Regions from separate parts of the Sus scrofa genome. Here regions 2 and 3 are each linked to region 1. A link is a contact called in public HiChIP or PLAC-seq and promoter capture Hi-C data. All regions are on one chromosome and are shown on one strand. Each heading gives the region's core, a stretch centred on a gene start, on an enhancer-like site or on the middle of the called end of the contact. The rest is flanking DNA. Distances are from core to core; before and after follow the strand shown.

Region 1 (3,020 bases), core at 328-2,827:
AAACTAAGATTTTCCCATCCGTTTTTAAGTCACCGTCCTAAAAACAAATGCAACTGATCTCCGACACCAGAGAAAATCCTGACGCAGACTCCAACTGGCATTTGTAAACACCTAACAATATTTCTATTAGAAATCAACCCATGAAATGCCACCTGCCTACTTCCATTTTGGAGCCCAGAACCTGGAGGTATCTTTTACTACAGGAGTTTAAAAAAAGGAAGTGCGGTCACTTTACACACTATTGGTCCTCTGAGTGCCTGAAAAGGAAAGGGAAAAAAAAAAAAAAGGCATAAAAGGTTTCTCACGTGGAGGTATCTGACAGCTTTGTACTGTAAATATTTCATGAAATTCCTCATTTCCAAACTTGCATTTGAATACGTGGTACAGGTTTCCCATTCTGTCTTGAAAAAGCTCAGCACTTGAGGGGGGTCCGGGCAGTATTATAAGATTCCAAAGTAACATTAGAAGACATTCTCAAGTTGCCCACTTCCCGAGTTTTTTTCGCACAGACATTAGCCTTTTGATTTTCTCTCAAACCAGTGTTCTTTCACTCTCACCATCTTAGCCCAGAAATCCCTGTATTGATTTCAATCTTCTTAGATTAATAGGAATAGGGAAGCATTATCAGCATACCTTCTAATCATCGCGGTGCTCCTCCCCCTTCCTTAAAAATCTAGAGTGATGAATGCAGCAATTGGGGAGGTTGCTCTCTGCTTAAAAAAAGGAGGGGGGGTGTGGAAGACAGAAAGCGGTAACTACGACCCCCGATCTTTCACAAGGTGTTGATAAATCCTGCCTTTAAGTTAGATAACTTCGGTTATCTAACTGCTTTAGACACTTTTAAAACAGCATTGCCCCAAAACAGATTAGAAAACAAAAACAAAAACCACCAAAGCTGCCCCTTTAGGAAGTTTCTCACCCCTGCCGGGGGCCGGGAGAGCTCCCTTTAGAGATCCCTGATGAAGACAGCCCACGTCCAGCCTTTTGTATTTGATTTTTCAAAACAGCTAATCTCCCTTGAACTTCAGCCCGCCCCCGGACCCGAAGAGAGTCCTCGATCTCTGCCTTGCAGAGACTTCAGCCTCCTCCCGAGTCCCAGTCTTCACCCGCACGGCGCGCCGCCCTCGCTCGCGCCGGGCCCGGGCGCCCTCCGCAGCCCCCTCCTGCCCGGCCCCGCGCCCGAACCCCGCAGGCCCGTCAGCGCCCCGCGCCGCTCCGGCCCGGACCCCGAACCCCCCACCCCGCGGGACCCAGAGCCCGCCCCCCGGCTCCTGCCCGCCGCCGCCGCGAAGCCCACCGAGCCGTGGCGGTCCGCTGCTCCGGCCGCGTCGTCCTGCTGCAGCTCCGCAGTCATGGCCGGGGCGCCCCTCCGCGGGTCACTAGCCTCCCGCCGCCGCCGCCGCCGCCACAGCCACCCCCAGCCGAGCCTCGCGGGAGGAGGAGGAGGAGGAGGCGGAGGCGGAGGTGGCGGAGGTGGAGGAGGAGGCCCCGCCCCCGCCCTCCACCCCGCTCCGGCCCCGCCTCCGGCCCGCCGCGCGCCTGAGGCTCAGCCCACACGCTCCGCCCCCGGCCTGAGCGCGCACGCCAGGCGCGCGGCCGAGGGCCGAGCCGCTCTGCGTGCTCCCGCGTACGCCGGGCTCTGACCCGGCGCAGGCCACGTGACCCCGGCCCCGCCCGCGCCTAACGGTCAGCGTCGGCGGCGGAGTGGTTGTGTTCCGGGCGGTTGGCTCCCAGGAAGTGGCCTTGCGGAGCGCGGACCCCTCCGAAATCCCCGTTACCTCCTTCGTCCCTGAGAACTTATTTCGAGGAGTCACCATCTGCTCAAGACTCCCCACAGACGAGTTAAAGCTATTCCCCATCTTGAGACCCTGTCTGGGGTTTCCCTCGCAGCAGTGGAGCCATTTCCAAGTCCAACTGCGGGAATAATTGATTTATCGTTCCTGAAAAAAAGAAAGCGATAGTCTGAATAGAGTGGTCTGACGTCTAAAGCTAACCAAACAGATCGGAATCTATTCACTGATGCTCAGAATGCTGCTTTAACGCTGGCCTGGGGAGCAGAAATTACCATTGTCCCATTTTAGCTGTTTATGGCATTCAGCCTAAAATTTTACAGTATTTTGTTAAGTTTGAGCCAGATGCTTATGGCATATTAAGCATTAATAGTACGAGTTGTATTTTCAGCAGTTTGGTGGAAATCGTAACTACGAGACCATATTTCACAGGTATCACAACGACAATCCTCTTGGCACACTTTTAGCTGTTCCAAACCTACATGGAGGCTGGGTGTGGAAGGGCCTCGTTTAGGGGGAACTGCTTATATCACTGCCCTGGTCTAGCCCTTGGGCAGCACCTTCAGTGTGAATTTTATGTGGATGCTGTCCTTTCCTGTGCTCCTGGCATTGTTGGCCATGTGATTGTGATGTTTCACCTGCAGGCCTTTTTAGTCTGCATTGACCACAGCTTGAGACATAAGGGAACAGGTACAGAGCAAGTGCAGCAGCCCCTGTGGGAGACCTGATGACACTCAGGAGCCTGGACCGTGACTGCTGCTACTTCCTTCACCTGAAAGTTCAGGGGGGGTCCCCTTTCCCTGGCAGATAAACTGGTGGCATGATCATAATATTCTACTTTCAGCAGACTGTGTGTTTGTCTGATGGGTGTAGAGCTTTTTATGCTTGTGGCTTTACCTTTTTTTTTTTCCTCGTGAGTAATCAACCTGTGTTCCTGGTCTCAACTTGGCGGTCATTGCAAAACAAGTTGATTTCTCAGTCCAGTTGATTTGTAGCATTGTATACCTCTAAATTGTTAGAAAGCTCTATTTCTGTCTGTCTTTATCATGTCTCTGTAGTGATTGTTTGCCTTTGCTCATTCATTTTAGGAAATTTCTTATTTACTGGTATAAATGAGGTGGAAAATTGTAACTCTTTCATGACAAGTTCCTTAAAAGACCACCAGAGAGTTTCTCTATCCATATTCCTGAAAGAGTTGTGTATAGCCATTTGAGCAATATTGCCCCCAGA
Region 2 (2,836 bases), core at 303-2,802, 370 kb after region 1:
CCAGCAAATGACCGCTGGGTAAATAGGGCTGCTTATCTCAAAAGGAGAGGTTTCTAATATACTCCCCTAATGGCCCAGGGTTGGGAAAAGGAATTGGACTCGAGAAATAAAGTTGTGCCTCCTTAGTGTTGAGAGCTCTCAGGGTTTCCTGGAAGGAAGGGGTCAGAGTCCTGCTCCTGCTCTCCTGTTTTAGGCAATTCAGACCACATGACTTCTGAGCCTGCTCCCCACCCGCTTCTCGCTCCTGCTAATGTGGCAGCCCCGCCCCATGAAATGGAAAGCTCGCGCGTGGACTTTGATGCTTAGCTCTCTGTCTTACTTGCTCTTGTGGCTTCATGTGGGCACCTCGGAGCCTCAGTTTCCCCATCTCTGAAATGGGAGTCATCACAGCCTTCCCCAGGGTTATTGTGACACCTCTAAGCTATAACATGAATACATTTGCTAAATAACCACACAAGCAATTTCGTGTAAGTTTCAGCTGACCTTATAAAGGCATGTAACAAGCAGTTCTAAACAGAGCTAGAGAAGCTGTTTTCCCTTCATGTCCAGAGCAACCCACCTAACCCAGTTTGGGGCAGGGACAGAGCACTAGGGAAAGGCTTTTTGAAGGAAGAGGCAAGCAGATCAGGGAGATGTAAAGAGTGACCCAGGAGTTCCCGTTGTGACCCAGAGGGTTATGAACCTGACTAGTATCCATGAGGGTGCAGGTTCCATCCCTGGCCTTGTTCAGTGGGTTAAGGGTCCAGCGTTGCCACAAGTTGGGGTGTAGGTCGCAGATACGGCTCAGATCTGGTGTTGCTGTGGCTGTGGGAAGACCAGCAGCTGCAGCTCTGATTTGACCTCTAGCCTGGGGACTTCTTCTTTTTTTTTTTTTTTTTTTTTTTTAATTAATTTATTTATTTATTATTATTTTTTTGGGTCTTTTTTTGTCTTTTTGTTGTTGTTGTTGCTATTTCTTGGGCCGCTCCCGCGGCATATGGAGGTTCCCAGGCTAGGGGTTGAATCGGAGCTGTAGCCACCGGCCTACGCCAGAGCCACAGCAACGCGGGATCCGAGCCGTGTCTGCAACCTACACCACAGCTCACGGCAACGCCGGACCGTTAACCCACTGAGCAAGGGCAGGGACCGAACCCGCAACCTCATGGTTCCTAGTCGGATTCGTTAACCACTGCGCCACGACGGGAACTCCCTAGCCTGGGGACTTCTAAATGCCGCAGGCGTGACCCTAAAAAAAACAAAAAACAAACAAACAAACAAACAAAAAAAACAAAAAAAAAAAAGAAAAGAAAAGTGACCCAGGCAAAGGAATCAGGGGTGAAGAGCAAGAACTTCCAGGACAAGTACCAAGACCCAGAGGGGAAACAACCTATTGTGTTTGGTGAACTTCTGGAAAAACTGAAGACATTTGGGTGCCAGTATGGGAGCCCTGTCCCCCAAGGGCACTAAGGCTAAGACACCGGGCACCTGGAGTGGTAGAACAGGCCAGAGCTTCAAGTGAGCAGAGGAGTGTCAAATCACTGATGGTTGGTGACTCAGCGGTGGGCACACAAGCAATTTAGTCACTCAACAAATATTTGTTGAGTGTCTGTGTAAAGCTGGACACAGCCCTTTGACCAGGGCTGGTCTTTACACGAAACATGGTTGCAACATGTAAGCCCTTGATTACATTCTACCCCGTGTGTGTATCTGGGTATATGCGCGTGTGTGTGCACACGCATGTGAGCACATGCATAAGCTGATGACCCACCCATAGAAGTGGGTAGGATCTACCTATAGTGCCACCACCTGAGGGATAGGTGAAGTTGACTCTCCCAAAGGCTGCGTTCAGATCAGGATTAACCACCAGGACACACTTGCAGTAGGTGGACCCAGAGGCTGAGTGCTCACACCCCACCCAAGGAGAGCTCCGAGTGTACACTGCCATGTACGGTGGGAAAGCAGGACTGGGCTGGGAAAGTGTAAGGCAAAGAGCTAGGTAGGCGGGAATAGGGAGAGGATGTCTGGGGAGCATGCTCGGTGGGACTGCAGCGTCCAGTCTCTGCCTCCTGCAGGAGGTGCAGGTGTGCACCTGTCAAAGCTTCTGCTGGGGTCCTGGGCCTTCACATCGGCTCCCTGACATGATATTCAAGTTACCAGGTACAGTTCTGCCTGCCACCTGTGAGTGGGCATTTGAGCATTTGTCTTCCTGGAGATAGAGACCGAGGAGTGTGAGACATGGCCAGGGACCCAAGAGGGTTACCATTTGCTGGGATAATGGGCAGCACGCTTCTGTTAAGCTCCCATTGAGCAGGCATAGGGCTGTATGGGAGGCAGAATTACTAGCTCGGGAGAGGGACGATGGGATGCGAAGAAGAAGGAGGGATTAGTTCCTGCTTGGGAATGAACCAAGGAAGGCTTCAGGGAGGAAGTGGTGGCCAAGATGCATTATAAAGGAGGAGAAACTCTCGCTGTGGCACAGTAGGGTAAGGATCCTGTGCTGCCTCAGCTGGCACAGGTTGCAGCTGCAGCTGGGATCCAATCCCTAGCCCAGGGAACTTCCATATGCTGTGGGTACAGCCATACAAAATAAATAAATAAATAAGGGATGGTAGCAAAGACATTCCTATTGAAGGAAAAAATACTGTTTAAAAAAATGGCCTTAGCACAAACACACACACACACACACACACACACACACACACACACACACACAAAAGAAAGGAGTTCCCGTCGTGGCGCAGTGGTTAACGAATCCGACTAGGAACCATGAGGTTGCGGGTTCGGTCCCTGCCCTTGCTCAGTGGGTTAATGATCCGGCGTTGCCGTGAGCTGTGGTGTAGGTTGCAGACGCGGCTCG
Region 3 (2,951 bases), core at 354-2,853, 470 kb after region 1:
AGAAAGCTTAAGAAAAATGCTGGAGTAAATAAATGAGCAGCTTCATAATATGAGCCTATTAAGATGAAGGTTTCCAATCTTTTTTTTTTTTTGTATATTTTGGGACAACAGATTGAGATTAAGAAAGCTGGGATTGAATACAATAAAATGAGAAATGTAAGTGTAAAAATTCATTTGGAATCTCAACAAATTGAGAAGTTATAAGTTAGTTCACTAATTTGAAAGAGTAGGAGTTCCAGTTGTTGCTCAGCGGTAACCAACCCGATTAGTACCCATGAGGATTAGGGTTGGATTCCTGGCCTTGCTCAGTGGGTAAAGGATCTGGCATTGCCAGTGAGCTGTGGTGTATGTCGCAAACGCCGATTAGCTCTGGCATTGCTGTGGCATAGGCAGCTGCAGCTCTGTTTAGACCCCTAGTCTAGGAACATCCGTTGCTGGTGTGGCCCTAAGAAGAAAAAAAAATTATCTGACAGATTAGCAAGGTTTAGGTTTCATTTTTGTTGTTTTAGTATGGTTGTGATTGAAGTTTGTAGATACTTCTTGAGAAAAAGTGGAGGGGATGGAAGAAAGTGTTAAGGACCATATGATAGGATGAAGTGTTGGGCTACAGGCGGAAGGATAAGCCAGAGTAACAAACTAACAGCACTAAAGATCAAGGGAACAGTCTGTGGTAGAAACGGAGGCAGTTAAGGAAACTCAGAATTTCAAGTTTCAAGGTAGGAAAAACTGCCAGGTTTGTGACTACCTCAAAAACTCTCTGCTACTTCCGCCCTGCTGATCCAATTATCAGTCCTTCTGATCCAATCAATTATCACGGCTGCTTAAAACCATCTGAATTAATTAAAAACTGTTCCTTCCTGCTAGGCTGGCGTAACAGGACTCCTACCTATTTTTATAGTGAAATGAAAAGACGTCCCTAATTAAAAATAAAGACTTCGGTTGCACCAAGAAAGGATTTGAGAGAAGCCTTGTTCACAAGCTAATGGGGGCGGGGGGCGGGGGGCGGGGCGGAGGGAGGTGTTCGTCTTAGGCCGAGAGACGGGCTGCAATTACACCTCCAAGTGCCACCAGACGTTGTTGCAGGACACTTCTCAGGAGATCGAGTTTCACCTCTGGGGCAGGGTACGGTGAGAATCTGGCCTGACGGCTCCGGCTCCGCCCATCAGGTTCCCGGCCCTTTATAAAGCGGGCAGGGCTCTGGCCACCAGTAGGTGCCCGACGGCTCTCGGTCCGGGCGTTTATTCGCATAGCCGGCCGAGGAAGTTCTGGAAGAATAGCCTCAGGCCTGGTAACGAGGAAGCTGTCCCCAGAGACCATCGCCAAAGCTAAGGCCGCAGAGCTGAGGTCGCCGTGGAAAGAATGGTAGCCACTCCTGCTCCTCTGATCGCCGGAGGACAGGGCCATTTTCAAACACTGCCTGCAGTATTTGCGTTACGTCCCTCGGTCAGGGCAGGCCCTCGCGCCCTCGCGACTCCGCAGATCAGTCCAGCCGGTCCTGCCCGCGGAGTCTGACCGCGCCGGAAGCCATCACTGCAGCAGCTGATCAAGAAACTGCCTCTACCAAGCGCTCTTCTCGCGAGCGTGCGCAGTTCGTCAGAGCACGTCGACGCCACTGAGAGCCGGCGTGATTGACGTTTACGTCCGTGACGCCACAAAGCGCGAGGACGTGGGGTTTCTGAGAGTGCGCAGTGGGTGCGCCGGCGGCGACCCTTCGGCCTTTTTCGGGAGGGGGCGACGCTGAGATGGGGGCGGCGGCAGCCGAAGCAGATCGCACGCTCTTTGTGGGCAACCTTGAGACGAAGGTGACAGAGGAGCTTCTTTTTGAGCTTTTCCACCAGGTAAGCGGCTGGGATCAGCCTTTTCCTTTCGTTTTCCGGCCTGTGTAGGGCCCGGCCCAACGGCCGTCTCAGCTTTCTCGGTGCCAGCGGGACGTTCAGTCCCGGCACCCGACAGGTGGGCTGGTTGAAGGTGGAGGTCGCGCTTAGAAAGTGAGGCTCTCGCTTAGTGTCACTTTATTAGAAGATCCCTGCCTAGTTCTGGCCGAAGTGATGGCTAAAGGTCGTGGAGGGTTCCTCAATTAAGCATTCCCCTTGTAGAGATTCAGGGCTTCTAAGTGACCTCGTATGTATGGGTCCGTCACAGAGCTGCGCGTTTCCTCTTCTTTTTGCTTTTTCCTCTTGTAAATTACATTTCGCTATCCTTGTCAGTACCCTTTTGCCCCTGAAGTTTCTTACAAAGTTTGCAGCAAAGATAGACTCATAGATACTCCATAGGAAAGCAGCATTGTCGTGTTTTAAAATCGGTATTATGTGTTAATCCTGTTCCCTCCAGCTCTATCCTCCAACAAGTGGTAACGTTTGACTGATCAATATAAAAGTAATTTTTAATCCAAGAAAACTACTTTCTTTTGCTCACAATAACCGTTAGTTTCTATGCAGCGGGAAAATGAAGGATGTTGGTCGCCCGGTTAAAATGCTGCGAAATGTAAATTCAGTGATTGGGTTACCAGATCCTTATGGGCTCCCTCCCCCACAAATAAGTTAATCTAATTTTCATTCATGTCTATAGGATCTTTGACCGAGATGGGAATCTATGTGTATCCAATTTTTTTACAGTTCCTGGTTACATTTTTTAATTTTTTAAACTTTGTAAATATTGAGTATTTTCCTGAAATTGCTTTATTGAAAATTCTGAACACTTTGTTTGTTTGTTTTGTCTGTAGGCTGGGCCTGTAATAAAAGTGAAAATTCCAAAAGATAAAGATGGAAAACCGAAGCAATTTGCATTTGTGAATTTCAAACATGAAGTATCTGTTCCTTATGCAATGAATCTCCTTAATGGAATAAAACTTTTTGGAAGGCCCATCAAAATTCAGTTTAGATCAGGTAACTATTCACTGATGAGGTTTGGGAGGGAGGTTGTTTACTGCTTTGTTTTTTAAATTTTCTTAT

Evidence for each region. Promoter capture Hi-C pulls out the DNA fragments that hold promoters and counts their contacts. HiChIP or PLAC-seq counts read pairs in DNA pulled down with a chosen protein or histone mark.
Region 2: a promoter capture Hi-C map of liver shows a contact between it and region 1, with 4 times the contacts expected there. The contact joins the enhancer-like site here to the promoter of USP28 in region 1. A contact is called at or near these places in 1 of 5 promoter capture datasets (liver), 5 of 47 Hi-C or Micro-C datasets (liver, mesenchymal stem cells, mesenteric adipose tissue and 2 more) and 1 of 2 datasets of contacts at active chromatin or transcription factors (skeletal muscle).
Region 3: an H3K27ac HiChIP or PLAC-seq map of alveolar macrophages shows a contact between it and region 1. The contact joins the promoter of C9H11orf71 here to the promoter of USP28 in region 1. A contact is called at or near these places in 2 of 47 Hi-C or Micro-C datasets (heart right ventricle and skeletal muscle) and 2 of 2 datasets of contacts at active chromatin or transcription factors (alveolar macrophages and skeletal muscle).

What each region holds. Positions count from the first base shown.
Region 1 is chr9:41,479,467-41,482,486 of Sscrofa11.1, forward strand. USP28 (ubiquitin carboxyl-terminal hydrolase 28) reads right to left here and starts at 1,578. Exons shown (of 24, transcript XM_021062863.1): 1 at 1,298-1,578. The coding sequence starts at 1,354. It overlaps LOC102166826 (a long non-coding RNA gene), which reads left to right and starts at 1,675. Exons shown (of 3, transcript XR_002335634.1): 1 at 1,675-2,222.
Region 2 is chr9:41,851,974-41,854,809 of Sscrofa11.1, forward strand. The region is part of intron 5 of LOC102168180 (a long non-coding RNA gene); the gene reads left to right. Among named protein-coding and RNA genes, the nearest start is that of NNMT, 18 kb to the right of the region's middle. Within about 2 kb of position 1,553, at least 6 of the 83 cell types and tissues checked have an H3K27ac peak or open chromatin away from gene starts, as enhancers often do. A contact at or near this core is called in liver, where this site is marked.
Region 3 is chr9:41,945,874-41,948,824 of Sscrofa11.1, forward strand. C9H11orf71 reads right to left here and starts at 1,604. Exons shown (of 1, transcript XM_003129884.2): 1 at 951-1,604. The coding sequence starts at 1,404. The coding sequence ends at 1,027. RBM7 (RNA-binding protein 7) reads left to right here and starts at 1,208. Exons shown (of 5, transcript XM_003129877.5): 1 at 1,208-1,838; 2 at 2,723-2,885. The coding sequence starts at 1,743.